Linked DNA regions of Sus scrofa: region 1 is linked to region 2. A link is a contact called in public HiChIP or PLAC-seq data. All regions are on one chromosome and are shown on one strand. Each heading gives the region's core, a stretch centred on a gene start, on an enhancer-like site or on the middle of the called end of the contact. The rest is flanking DNA. Distances are from core to core; before and after follow the strand shown. Region 1 has its middle 34 kb from the start of DLC1. Region 2 overlaps DLC1 (rho GTPase-activating protein 7).

Region 1 (5,971 bases), core at 2,953-5,452, 120 kb before region 2:
TTAAAAAATTAAAAAATAGACTATTTCCATTATGAGAAAAAAAAAAAAAAGAATCGCCTTGAGATGTTAGGGAATAGGATAGAACAATGAGAAGCTCAAGATTACTAAGGTGAAGGAAAAGGAAAGTGTGGAGTAGGATCTCGAGTTGCTTGGGGCCAAGGTTCTAGAAAAGCAATATATAAAGCAAGAAAAGAAAATCTAATTTTAGCCTTAAATCAGTGAGAAAAAGAAGAAAAACATTTCAGGAAAAAACATGGTCAAATACTAGATTTGATATTAAATAAAAACCTAGTTCTCATTTAGTGCCTATCCCACACCCTTTGTATAACATCAAGATTGTATTCCTTTCCCCCCATGAGAAATATCCAGTGTTTCCACACAACTCCATGGTAAATAAATTGGCCTGTGACTTGCCATTTAGCATAGCTGTCTTTCAAAAAGAAGTATGTTCCTACAACCTCTTAAACAATTTTTGTAACACAGTCAACAAGTGGGTAATTGAAAAATGGTCTATAAAGATTTGCCTTTGCTTTACAAATACAAAATTGATTGTCCTAAATATGTAGAGTACTAATCTTGGGGAAAACAACACAAGTCAGAGAATGAATAATTTTTAAAAATGAAACAATTTATTTTAAATATTATTAAAAATACTTAATGCTGAACAGTGAATTGAAAAACCAATGAGCAGTATCTACAGGCAATTTGTCTGGTGTACCATAATGTTCTTAAAGTATATGGGTTCAATTTACTTCACGTTAGCATCTGAATTTGAAATGTTTAAATCTTGCTACGGCAATGCCAGATCAGCTCTCTAGATTACCTCTAGAGGGCAATGTCTCATTAAAATTATAATCTTGGGCACTACTAGGCTCTATTTACAGTAGAGCTATAAGCAAATCCTATTGAATTGAAGTGCCAAGTACATGACCTCTGTCTATATAACTTGTCTCTTAGTGGAATGAAAAACAATGTAGATTGGACCTAACCGGAAATTGCAAAGTGGAAGGCTCACTCTGAGCCCACACTGACCATCTGTGAATAGTGCACCTGACCTCAATGAATTCTCAGTCATTGACTTGACCACTCTTGGACTCACCCAGCTCTGAGTGGGTTTTGTGTGTTGTGTTCTCTTCTTTTCAAAGAAAGCTATATGTCCATCCTCAAGGTTGTATTTCACTTTGGCTACCCAAGACAGATTTTAAGTTTTCTAATAGTCTAAAAACTGCAGAGCTGGACTGTATGAGTTCCTTGGTCCCAGAGTACCAAACAAATGTGTTTCTGAATCTTTTTTGACCTTGAGCTAGTTAGTTAACTTTTCTGAGTTTGTTTTCCCTACTAGTAAAATAAGGATAATAATATCTAACATGAGGAAGTTGTAGTGAAAATTAACGAGTTAACGCATATAAAGCAGTATGCCCAGGGTCTGATACATTAGAAAGTAAATGGTAGCTGTTTTTATGTCTCTTTCTCATTTTCATTGTGAGCCCTGCCAAGTTCCTACCCAAGAACTAATCCACCTGAATAACTTCATCATTTTACCTGTGCCACCTTCATTCATTCTTCAGGAGCCAGCTATAGGCTTTTTTTCTGTTGAATTTCCCAAGTTTCATAATCAAACTGAGTTGTCCATACCCCTTGTTCCCACCAAGCTTATTGATACTTGTGTTACAATCTCACCATGTTGGGTTTTTTTTCTGTTTGTTTGCTTTTACTTCTTTAAAGTATAGTTAATTTACGATGTTGTGCCAATTTCTGCTATATAGCAAAGTGACCCAGTCATATAGCATTTACACACACATTCCTTTTCTTATATTATCTTCCATCATGGTCTATCCCAAGAGACTGGATATAGTTGCCTGTGCTGTACAGTAGGACCTCAGTGCTAATCCATTCTAAATGTAATAGTTTACATCTACTAACCCCAACCTCCCAGTCCATCTCACTCCCTCTTCCCACCCCCTCGGCACACACAAGTCTGTTTCCTATGTCTATGAGTCTGTTTCTATTTTGTAAATAGGTTCATTTGTGCTATATCTTTGATTCCGTACATAAGTGATATATGGTATTTGTCTTTCTCTTTCTGACTTACTTCACTAGTATGGTAATCTCTAGTCACCATGTTGTTTTGTTATTTATCTGTTTGCACATTTCAACATCTTCCAAATAACTATTAACTTTGCATGGCCAGAAACAGTATTTTATTCACCTCTAACTTACTAGTACATAGGACAAAGTACACCACATAGTAGGTTCTCAGTAAAAGTTTGCATCAGTGAAGGAATGAATGAATAAATGGATGACCCTTCACAGTCTCACCTTGACCACATTTCAAGTATCATAATTCCCACAGTCCTTTCTGAGTGGATTGCAAAATCAGCACGCTCTGCACTTTTCCCAGGATGGTGGGAGGAATTGCTTATCTAGTCCCTTTTATTTGGGGCCAAAAGGAATTACTTTTGGGAAGATTGCCCTGCTGGAAACAGCAATCTTTTCACTCTTTTTTTTCTCTTGATTTCCCTTTTTGAATTCCTTTTGTCATATCAGCCTAAAAAGGACTTAAGGCATGTTTCTGTGCCCACTAAAAGCTCCTGCCAAAGATAAGCAAAGAATAGGAAAAATTGGAATAGCCTTGTTAGATTTCTGTCATTATGGATAATTGAGCTTTTTATAGTATGATTTAATTTTTACAATTAAAAAACAGAGAAAAGAACTACCGTGGTTGAAAAAAGTTCTACTGCTCTGTTAAAATTTATTTTCTAGTCTACCAAAAATAATCAGATCAATAACATGTTTTTTAAAAATTATGGAAGATACAAGATATTTTGGAAACCAAGGAACAGATTAGTTGACTGTTTCATTTGGGGTTTTTCTTTCACTCACTTTTCAAACTGGAGTTTGTGAGTTTGCCTGATAAAGTTCAATCAACTGGCTCAATAGAGAAGTGTAATCTAGCTTCCTGTGTCCAAGTAAGATTTTTAGTAACACCTTTTAAAATGATGAGATGGCAATTACCTCCTGTACCTCATACCAGTTCAAAATGAAATGAAATTCAAATCCATTACTTGGTTAAAAGGTCACATTCTAGTCCATCTTTGCCAAAATTAAACAACGCTGTAGTTTCCCAGGAATTCCCTATGTTTACAAGTCTTAAAAAATAATTATTCAAGGACATTTCAAAAGTTTGCATTAATTACCAAGAGAAAAAGACATTTTAAGAATAGCATAATAAGTCATAATAAGATCTCCCAAGTACATAAAGTGTTAGGGATGTACAGGAGTTGGTGACCAGCTTGGTTTCCACCAGGAAGGGTGCCTGACTGCAGATCTCCAAGGGCCTTGGCAAAGCCAGTGACCATGCCCTTCCTCAACACCCATGGAAATCCAGCAACCATCTAAGAGGGTGCCTGGAAAAAGATGCCCTGTAGGAGCAGTAATTTAACCTTTTAAAAATTAGGTTTTAAATGTTTTAAAAATTAAGTCCAGGGGCTTTGGGAGCACCTCTCCATTAACCCAAATACTTGCAGCATATTCTAAGTTACAATCATGCATATCATGCATGGAAAAAAATAGTGTGAGAAAGAACAGCTTGATCTTCAAGTAAAGGGTTGACGTCTAAGGATATTTTCTAAGGATTTCAGAAATGAAATGCACTCTCAGATGGCTGCTTTACCATGTTTGATAAGTTAAGGGAGATCATCATCATCCACATATATCCTTTTCTCTCCCCCTCCTCTTCCTTCTCCTTTCCCAGTTCTCCATATGTTTTCGCCTATATGTTTTGTGATTTGAAAGTTCCTAGTGTGTAACTATGTGGGGAAGGCAACATATTCCACAGCAATTGACTCTAATGGATATTATTCCAAATTGCGCTTCCCTGCAACATGCAAAAATTGTGAACTTGATACATCTTAACTGAAAGAGGCACAGAAAGCAGTTAATAAATATTGGTCAAGGCCAGCCTCCTAGAGTATGCCATCCCCGTCTCCATGTCCCAGCCATCACCAGATCGTTATGTGACATTTGAGAATTTGGAGGTCATATACAATTATCTCCAATGTAATAAAGTGGGTTAGAGTAAACATGGGGTGATCAATTAAAGGATAACTTAATCAGAAAGTACCCTTGCCTAAATACTGGGTGCTCTCTCTCTTGCAGTTGGCCATTAAGAACATTATTTGAGAATTGCATAATTATGTAGATCAAAAATGGAAATTGTGTGACAGGTCAGAGGGAAAAACAAGGACGTCAAAATAGAAGAAATCAACCCAAGGATTCTGGATTTTATAGCACCTTCCCAGGGCAAAGTAACCAAAATCAATGTCAAAGTATATCATCCTGATTCCAGGGCATGTTTTAAATGTGCAGAAACTGGATCCAAGTAAACATTTAATAAATATCTACTTTTTTAAAAAAGTAAATAGCTCTGGTCAGAGTCTGCTTGTTCCTTTCCATGGTCCCTCAGAGATGTGAAAGTTCTTGGATCGCTTTCAGGTTCATGCCTTCATAGTCACATGCCATGGAAGTTATTATTGGCCAAGAAATAAGTGCATGCCAATTCAGTTTGTGCAATATTAATGCTCTGGAATGTAAAAAGTGCCAACCATATGAACATATTGCTACAAATAATCTTGAATAATAAAGATCATATTTTTTAACCTTAATACAAGTTTATTTCAATTAAAAATCATCCAGAAGTGAATGGATAACCTGACATCAAGAAATGGCAATATATAAAACATAATCGATTAGTAGCCTTAATTTACTTTGCTATGTGATTCATCACTAACAACTTTTGAATATCCCTGATATATAGTGAATTGAAATCTCAAGCTACTGAATAGTTATTTGATGTTAACAAAGAACAGATTATATTCAGATCTTGTGCAGTTTATAGTGCATCTGATTTTTATTAGTGTTTGGCTGGTTGCTTCCTTAATTCTTCCAATTTTTTTTTTTTTTTACTAAAGTTGTTCTCAGTTGAGTTTAGCAAGCAAGATGAGCTCTCATTTTATTATCAAAGTTTCCAGCACATAATAATAAAAAGCTATGATGTAGTTGTATAAATATCCCAATTGCCTAGCAATAAGAAAGAACATACAAATAAGATAAATAATTATCAACTGAGGCACACTCCAGGAAATTATCCCAGTGTTTTTCTTTTTCAATTCTAAATCTATTGCTTTTTTTCTTCCAAGGTAATGGCACCATTTCTATTTGGAATACAGATATACTTTTTATCACATTCACATTTTTACTGAGTAGTTATAGATGGATATATTAGGTAGATATATTAAGAAAAACAGTATCATAATTAAAAATGTTTGAACATATCTAATGTTTCAGAAATTCTATTACTAATTAGCAATAACAGACTTTTTGTTTGTTTGTTTGTTTTTTAGGGCCACACTCAGGGCATATGGAGGTTCCCAGGCTAGGGGTCTAATAGGAGCTACAGCTGCTGGCCTACGCCAGAGCCACAGCAATGCCAGATCTGAGCCGCATCTGCGACCTACACCACAGTTCACAGCAATGCAGGATCCTTAACCCACTGAGCAAGGCCAGGGATGGAACCTGTAACCTCATGGTTTCTAGTCGGATTCGTTTCCGCTGCGCCACAAAGGGAAATTCAGTAGCAGACTTTTTTTAATGTTTCTTTAAGAAATACACAAAACAGCGTTCCTGTTGTGGTGCATCGGAAAGGAATCCGAATAGAAACCAAGAGGTTACGCGTTCCATCCCTGGCCTTGCTCAGTGGGTTAAGGATCCTGCATTGCCGTGAACTGTGGTGTAGGTCGCAGATGCGACTCAGATCTGGCATTGCTGTGGCTCTGGCGTAGGCCAGCAGCTGTAGCTCCTATTAGACCCCTAGCCTGGGAACCTCCATATGCCATGAGTGTGGCCCTAAAAAGCAAAAAAAAAAAAAAAAAAAAAAGAAAGAAAAAAAGAAAAGAAATACACAAAACATACA
Region 2 (6,315 bases), core at 160-2,659:
TGGGCCTCTAAAGGACAGACCCTATAGCTCTTACTCAGCCATGGATTCTGTAGCTAAGATCTGCCATGAACTAAAGGAGTCATTGCCATCATCATGCTCATCATCAACGTCATTGTCATTATCATTTAACACCTAGTGAGTTCTCGCAATATATCATGGATTAGTGTTCTACATATATTATCAGCTCACTATTAATATAGCTCAATATTATTCTCTATGTATATTTTTAATTATTCCCATTATAGAAGCGAAAAAAACTATGGAACACAAAATCTAAGCAACTAATGCAAATCAGCAGGAAGAAAAAAAGATTCTTTAACAGACATCTTGCCTTCACTAAAAACAGAGATAATAATCACTGCTCACCAATAGGTGTTAGAGATTGGGCTGGTTACTTAGTCCTGCCAAAATTTATCCCTATTAAATTAGGACAATGCTAGTACCCACTTCATAAAGTATTTGTGATAATTATTATTGAAGGAGATGATGTAAGTACAACAGCAAATACATGGCCTGATCCATAGTAAATGCCAAATAAATGGGAGCTTTTTTGGTTTTACTATTACTGTAACCATGGTCATCAAAAGTTTGTAATGTACTACTATTACTTGGGTATAGAGGACACTTGGTAGTAAAAAGAAACTCAAATTTACATAGGCAGATGACAAAATAAGATGGGAATTACAGATGTTAAATACAGAAGACAAAAGTTGATATGAGAGGTATCAATCCCTGATAGGATACTAACCTAACAAAAGTAGCTAAATTCTCAATGAATTCATGTTCCTGATTTCAGTGAAAGTTGTACTTATTGAATGACTGAAATCTCTGTAACCTGTTGTCACCTAGCTGTCTGAGCACCTGTGCTGGTGTAGACCTATCTCTTATTTACATTTAGTGATTACTGTGTCTACTGCTAGAGTATTCTTAGAAATGATAGCAAAGCTAAAAATAGAAAGACACTTAAAGCTAAACCACATTTTACCACACTGACGATAAAGCTTTATAATTCATGTCCCTTGTGGAATAGAAGTATCTTTCTATAATAAGGCTATTGCTTTGCTACAGGAGAAAAAAAAAAGACAACAAAATTTTTGACATCAAATTTAACTCTAAGGTATTTCCTATTGCATGAAAAATTCCAAGTGAAACAAATTTGGGGCAAAAGCAATACTTTTCTTTGGTTATCAGGGAATTTGCTGGGAAAAGCTATCAAGTCAAAAACCCAAATGATTTATTATTCATTAATGAATTTATTTACAGAAATATCTAAGATACAGTGTAGTTCTAGATGCTCAAAGAGTTCTGCAAAGGATGGAACACTGTTATTGAGAAGACTGTGTACTTAAGAAACATAAAACATGAGAGCCCAATGGAAATAGAGAAATCTAGAAATTACCACATCCATGATTCACTATTGTTCCCTAAGATTGTGTTAACTTTGTGATCTCTTGGAAAATTATCCCCAGGAAGGTCTTAGTGATCAGGCAAATATCATAACGTGTTTTCAAGATTTCTCCAAATTACATATTATTTAAGAAAATGTTCCAAGAATTTACAAACCTGGCTGACCTGAACTATGAAGTAGTGATAAATCAAACACTGCCAGTATCTGGGTTTCTCCCTTCAAGGGCGTTAGAAACTACTGAGGCTACATTAAAAAGCGTGAAGCTGGAGTTCCCGTCGTGGCGCAGTGGTTAACGAATCCGACTAGGAACCATGAGGTTGCGGGTTCGGTCCCTGCCCTTGCTCAGTGGGTTAACGATCCGGCGTTGCCGTGAGCTGTGGTGTAGGTTGCAGACGCGGCTCGGATCCTGCGTTGCTGTGGCTCTGGCTTAGGCTGGCAGCTACAGCTCCGATGCGACCCCTAGCCTGGGAACCTCCATATGCCGCAGGAGCGGCCCAAAGAAATAGCAAAAAAAAAAAAAAAGCGTAAAGGTGGAGGTAAAAACAAGACACCTCAGAAATAATAACTTGCAATTTTGTAACACCTTACCCTTTCCTGATGAGCTGACTTTTAATGGATTGACAGAGTTAATGTTCAGATTTACTTAATTTCAGGAACATATTTGACTCTTGAGAGCTAAGAAGGAGAAAAAATTTTCTAAGCTCAGTAAAACTAATATATCTGCATAAAAATAGGTAAACATTTAAAGAATATTTTAATTGGGTACCTACTTCTACATTCTTCTTCTAAAGACCAAAAATGATGAAGGCTTGGATGCGTCTTTTGGAAAAAATGATGTACTACTTACTCCACTGACTCAGTCCATTATAGATGGGGTTTTTTTTTCTGTAATTGACTGAGCCTTTTGATAATTTCCAGACAGCCTAAAGACCTGGAAGCTTTTTCATATATCATATTTTAAGCTTCGTTAAGCAATTTACCAGTAAAGGATTTTAGCAGGAGTTTGTTTTTCTCCACAGACAGCTAATGGGGCATAATGAGTAAATTCCAACCTTTGACAAAGTATGTAAAAGTAGATGGATAATGATTTTGTGAAGGATTAAGACACAGATTGCCACTAAAGAAAGGAAGTCTGCATGAAATCATGCAGAGATAGATTCTTGCATCATGTTATTAAAGGTTTCTCTCTCCTACTCCCTAATTCTAGCCCTGTTGAATTTGAATTAAGTAGCACTAACATGTTAAAGAAAAAGTGCTAATTGTTTTTTACTAAAAGTTGGCTACCTTGATTAGACTCATAAAAATGCTTTTTAAAGTGTATTATCTTTTTTTATTTTTTATTTTTTGCTATTTGTCCATGCATGTACATAAAGTGATCAAGAATAACCATATCAATCCTAGGCTTTATTGATGATTCTAAGAATCTTGAATATGTGACATCAATTTTACATTGAAAAGCATTCCTCTCATGTTATAACTGAAGAGTCGGTGCTAGTGGAAGATGCCCAAATGTGCACAATTTATTTGGTTAGACAATTTGTTCTTTGACAGCTCCATCAAGAAAATGAATTTAATTTTGATTTCCACAAATGCTCACTGTTAGGAAATATAATTTGCCATTAGCGAATACACATTTGAGAGACTCTGTTAAGCTGTGATCATGTCTATTTATATGTTGTTGATTCTGTTCTAATTGTCCAATTCAGTAAGTGAGTGGCAATTAATATATGCAAAGGTGACTCCCTGAGCATAGTCCAAAATACATTATAATATCAAATCCCCCTAGGAAGCTGAAGCTCCCCATCTCTCCATCTCACCAACTTGACCCTTATCATGTTGGTAACAAAGTGGACCAATGAAGAAATGTCCTTTTCTTTGTTCAGCTGGATTCTCTGTTACTGCAAGAGTGCATGTTAGAGAGTTTAACCCAGTTTAATTAAAAGGAGATTATTTCCCTCATTCTTCTCTTCCTTCTCCCAGTGACTGAGTACATGCTTTGTGGTAGCTATTACACATAGGTAAGCATTAAATCAGTAGTAGAAGAAGAACATGACCTAGAAATTTAATATGGGATGGGCAGTTAAGAAGAAAGACATGAAGGGAAGAGTTCCTGTTGTTGCTCAATGATAATGAGTCTGACTAGTATCCATGAGGATGCAGGTTCAATCCCTGGCTTTGCTCAGTGGATTAAGGATCTGGCATTGCTGTGAGCTGTGGTGCAGGTTGCAGATGCAGCTCAGATCTGGCATTGCAGTAGCTGTGGCATAGGGCTGTAGCTGCACCTCCCATTCGACCCCTAGCCAGTGTGACCCTAAAAAGAAAAAAAAATGCCAATGAAAGGAAATCAGAAATAACTCCAGCCACCTAAGAAGAAATTAGGAAAATAAAGAGAAACAGGCAGTACAATTATTATGGCTTCATTTTCTCTTCTATTAAATATGCAGCATCTGTGAGAAGGTGTTGAAAAATAACTCAGGAGTCAGTCATGTGTGAGTGTGTGTATGTGTGTGTGTTTAGTTATACATATGTATATATATATGTGCACATATCTATATATATCATCTGTGTTCTGAAAGGATAAAATGAGATGATACATACTTCGGTTTATATTCCCCATGTTTAGCAGAGTGTCTGCATCTCATTTAGCACTAAACAAATACTTGTTGAGTAAATGATTATGAGTGGGCAGTGTTGCTCTCAGTTCTAAGGTACCGCCCACTTGATTTCAGCCACAAGTACTTCATTTGCTATAGAAATATTCTCCCAAGCTATAGAATCAGCAACAATGATTACCATCAGGCTCTTCTTCCCTTAGGACAAGTGTAAGGTCAAAATACAAGGTGCATGTTCAGGAGCAAGTGCAAAGGAGAGCATTATCACTTGATATAAGAAATAGGTCAGGAATTGCCACACTAGAAGATCTTCAATTGTTTTTTTTTAGTACAATAATATCAATTTTGATTAATTTTAAAATATACACTGTATGCCACAAAATGTTTATGTTAAAGAATTGTGTTACAAAATTAACCCAAACAATAAATTTTAAATCCCTCTGTGTGTAAACATCCTATGCACTAATATCACAATAAGCAAATGTAGACATTTCACAAATATTTTTCAGAATCATTCTGTAATTGGAGGTACATAGAGTGTCTTATAATATTGACGCAGTAGTGTTTCAACACATGCATTTAAGAAGTGAAAAATCCCCATGGAAATTCACTTCATAAAATCAACACCCTGGAATGACCTACACTTTTCCAGGTCGTTCATCCAAATCCTCAGCAGTTGAGCTCATTCTGAATGAAACTGCATAAAAATGATTACAAAAAAAGTAATAGAAGTTTGCAAAATAAGTAGTAAATAGTTAGAAATACAATTTTCAATAAGGCAGCCTGGTGAGAAGGCTCAAAAAAAGTCAAGTCTTTTACAAAGACTTGTCAATCTTACAGGACAAATTCTAGTCAATTCAGATGACAGAAAATGAGGGCAATATACTCAGATGCTCAGATGTGATGAACAATAATTCAGTGCTTCTTTTAACTTGATCCTGAAGGAAGATTTCAACCGTAAATCTTACAGAGTTTAAGTAGTAAGTGTGAAAAGGAAATCTTGTTGAGATAATTTTTTTTCAATCTATCAGACCACAAGATGTGAAATGAGCATCAAACTGTAATGGCGACGGTCACAATGAGAGCTAGGAAATTTTAAATCTTCAAAATAAAGACAGTGTAAATTCATGGGAATGATTTGGAAATGTCCAAAGAACCTAGATTAGAAGTAAGAACAGAAGAGTTGTGTCTGTTGAATCTACCTAATTTACAATCTCTCTGTGCGGCTAGATTGTCTCAGACCTTGTTGAATTGTTTTCCTTTGACCTTATAAAAAATACATACCTACTTGCCAAAGGTTGAGTGCAATAGGTTAATTAATATTATGGTAAAGACTTAAAGGGAAAAATCTTATGTAATCTGTTCCCCAAGTGGTTAATAAAACTCTTTCTCCTTCTTCATAAAAGAAATAAAACCAGAATTCAATCTCGGCTTAAATGTAAATGTGGCTTAGGAATTACACAGTAATACCACGTGGCATTTCTTAAGTTAGCCTGGTCTTTCTACACTGGATAAAAATAAAGAAAGCATCTAAAACAGAACCACCCTATTACAACCCAAATTTGCCCATGAAAGCAGAAATTTTCTGGCCTGCGTCTATGCGTTTTTTCCACTTTCCGTAGCCTCCCACATTATAATGACTTATGCATGGAATTCAGGGACTTTATATTTTCTTTTGAATGCAAAATGAATGCCAATGTGGAAAATGTGAAAGCTGACCATTTTCAAAGATACTCACAGACCTTTAAGGAAACCAAACAATATCCAGAATGATAATCGGTCAGCATTAGGTACCAAAATTCTAGTGCATTCCTTAATTTCACTGTTCTTTACAGGATTGGGAATATTTAACTTCCTGACATATGTTCAGTCAGAATCCTCTGAAATTTGGGGTGGGGAGTCAGAGTTCTTTTCAATAGACTAAAATGACCCAAAGCCAGCGTAGTAGTTAATTTCGTTTATAGCTGAAATCAATAAGCCAGTCCATGGTGTGTGTTGATAGTTCTTGTGTTAAAACTAGAAATGTTGCTCTTGAATGGGATTTTTCTTTTGCAGTACAGTCATTTAGTTTCATTATAGGGCAACATCAGGGCTAGTAATTTTTATGGGGTTGAGTTTACATGAGTATAATTTTTTGCCTCTAACTAAGGCTTTGAATAATTCAAGGAAAATGATGGATACCTGGAATGTGTTTATATTCTGACCTTATCTTATATCTGGTTTTCTTGTTTACCTAAAATTTTATGACTAAATTCTAACAGAAGTATGCAAACTAAACACCTTAGAAGCCAAAAA

Evidence for each region. HiChIP or PLAC-seq counts read pairs in DNA pulled down with a chosen protein or histone mark.
Region 1: a contact with region 2 is called in an H3K27ac HiChIP or PLAC-seq map of skeletal muscle. The contact joins two enhancer-like sites. A contact is called at or near these places in 10 of 47 Hi-C or Micro-C datasets (brain, embryonic fibroblasts, fetal heart ventricle and 4 more) and 1 of 2 datasets of contacts at active chromatin or transcription factors (skeletal muscle).

What each region holds. Positions count from the first base shown.
Region 1 is chr17:1,668,317-1,674,287 of Sscrofa11.1, reverse strand. No RefSeq gene overlaps it. Among named protein-coding and RNA genes, the nearest start is that of DLC1, 34 kb to the right of the region's middle. Within about 2 kb of position 4,202, at least 12 of the 83 cell types and tissues checked have an H3K27ac peak or open chromatin away from gene starts, as enhancers often do.
Region 2 is chr17:1,549,630-1,555,944 of Sscrofa11.1, reverse strand. All of the region lies in intron 1 of DLC1 (rho GTPase-activating protein 7), which reads left to right. Among named protein-coding and RNA genes, the nearest start is that of C17H8orf48, 57 kb to the left of the region's middle. Within about 2 kb of position 1,409, at least 1 of the 83 cell types and tissues checked has an H3K27ac peak or open chromatin away from gene starts, as enhancers often do.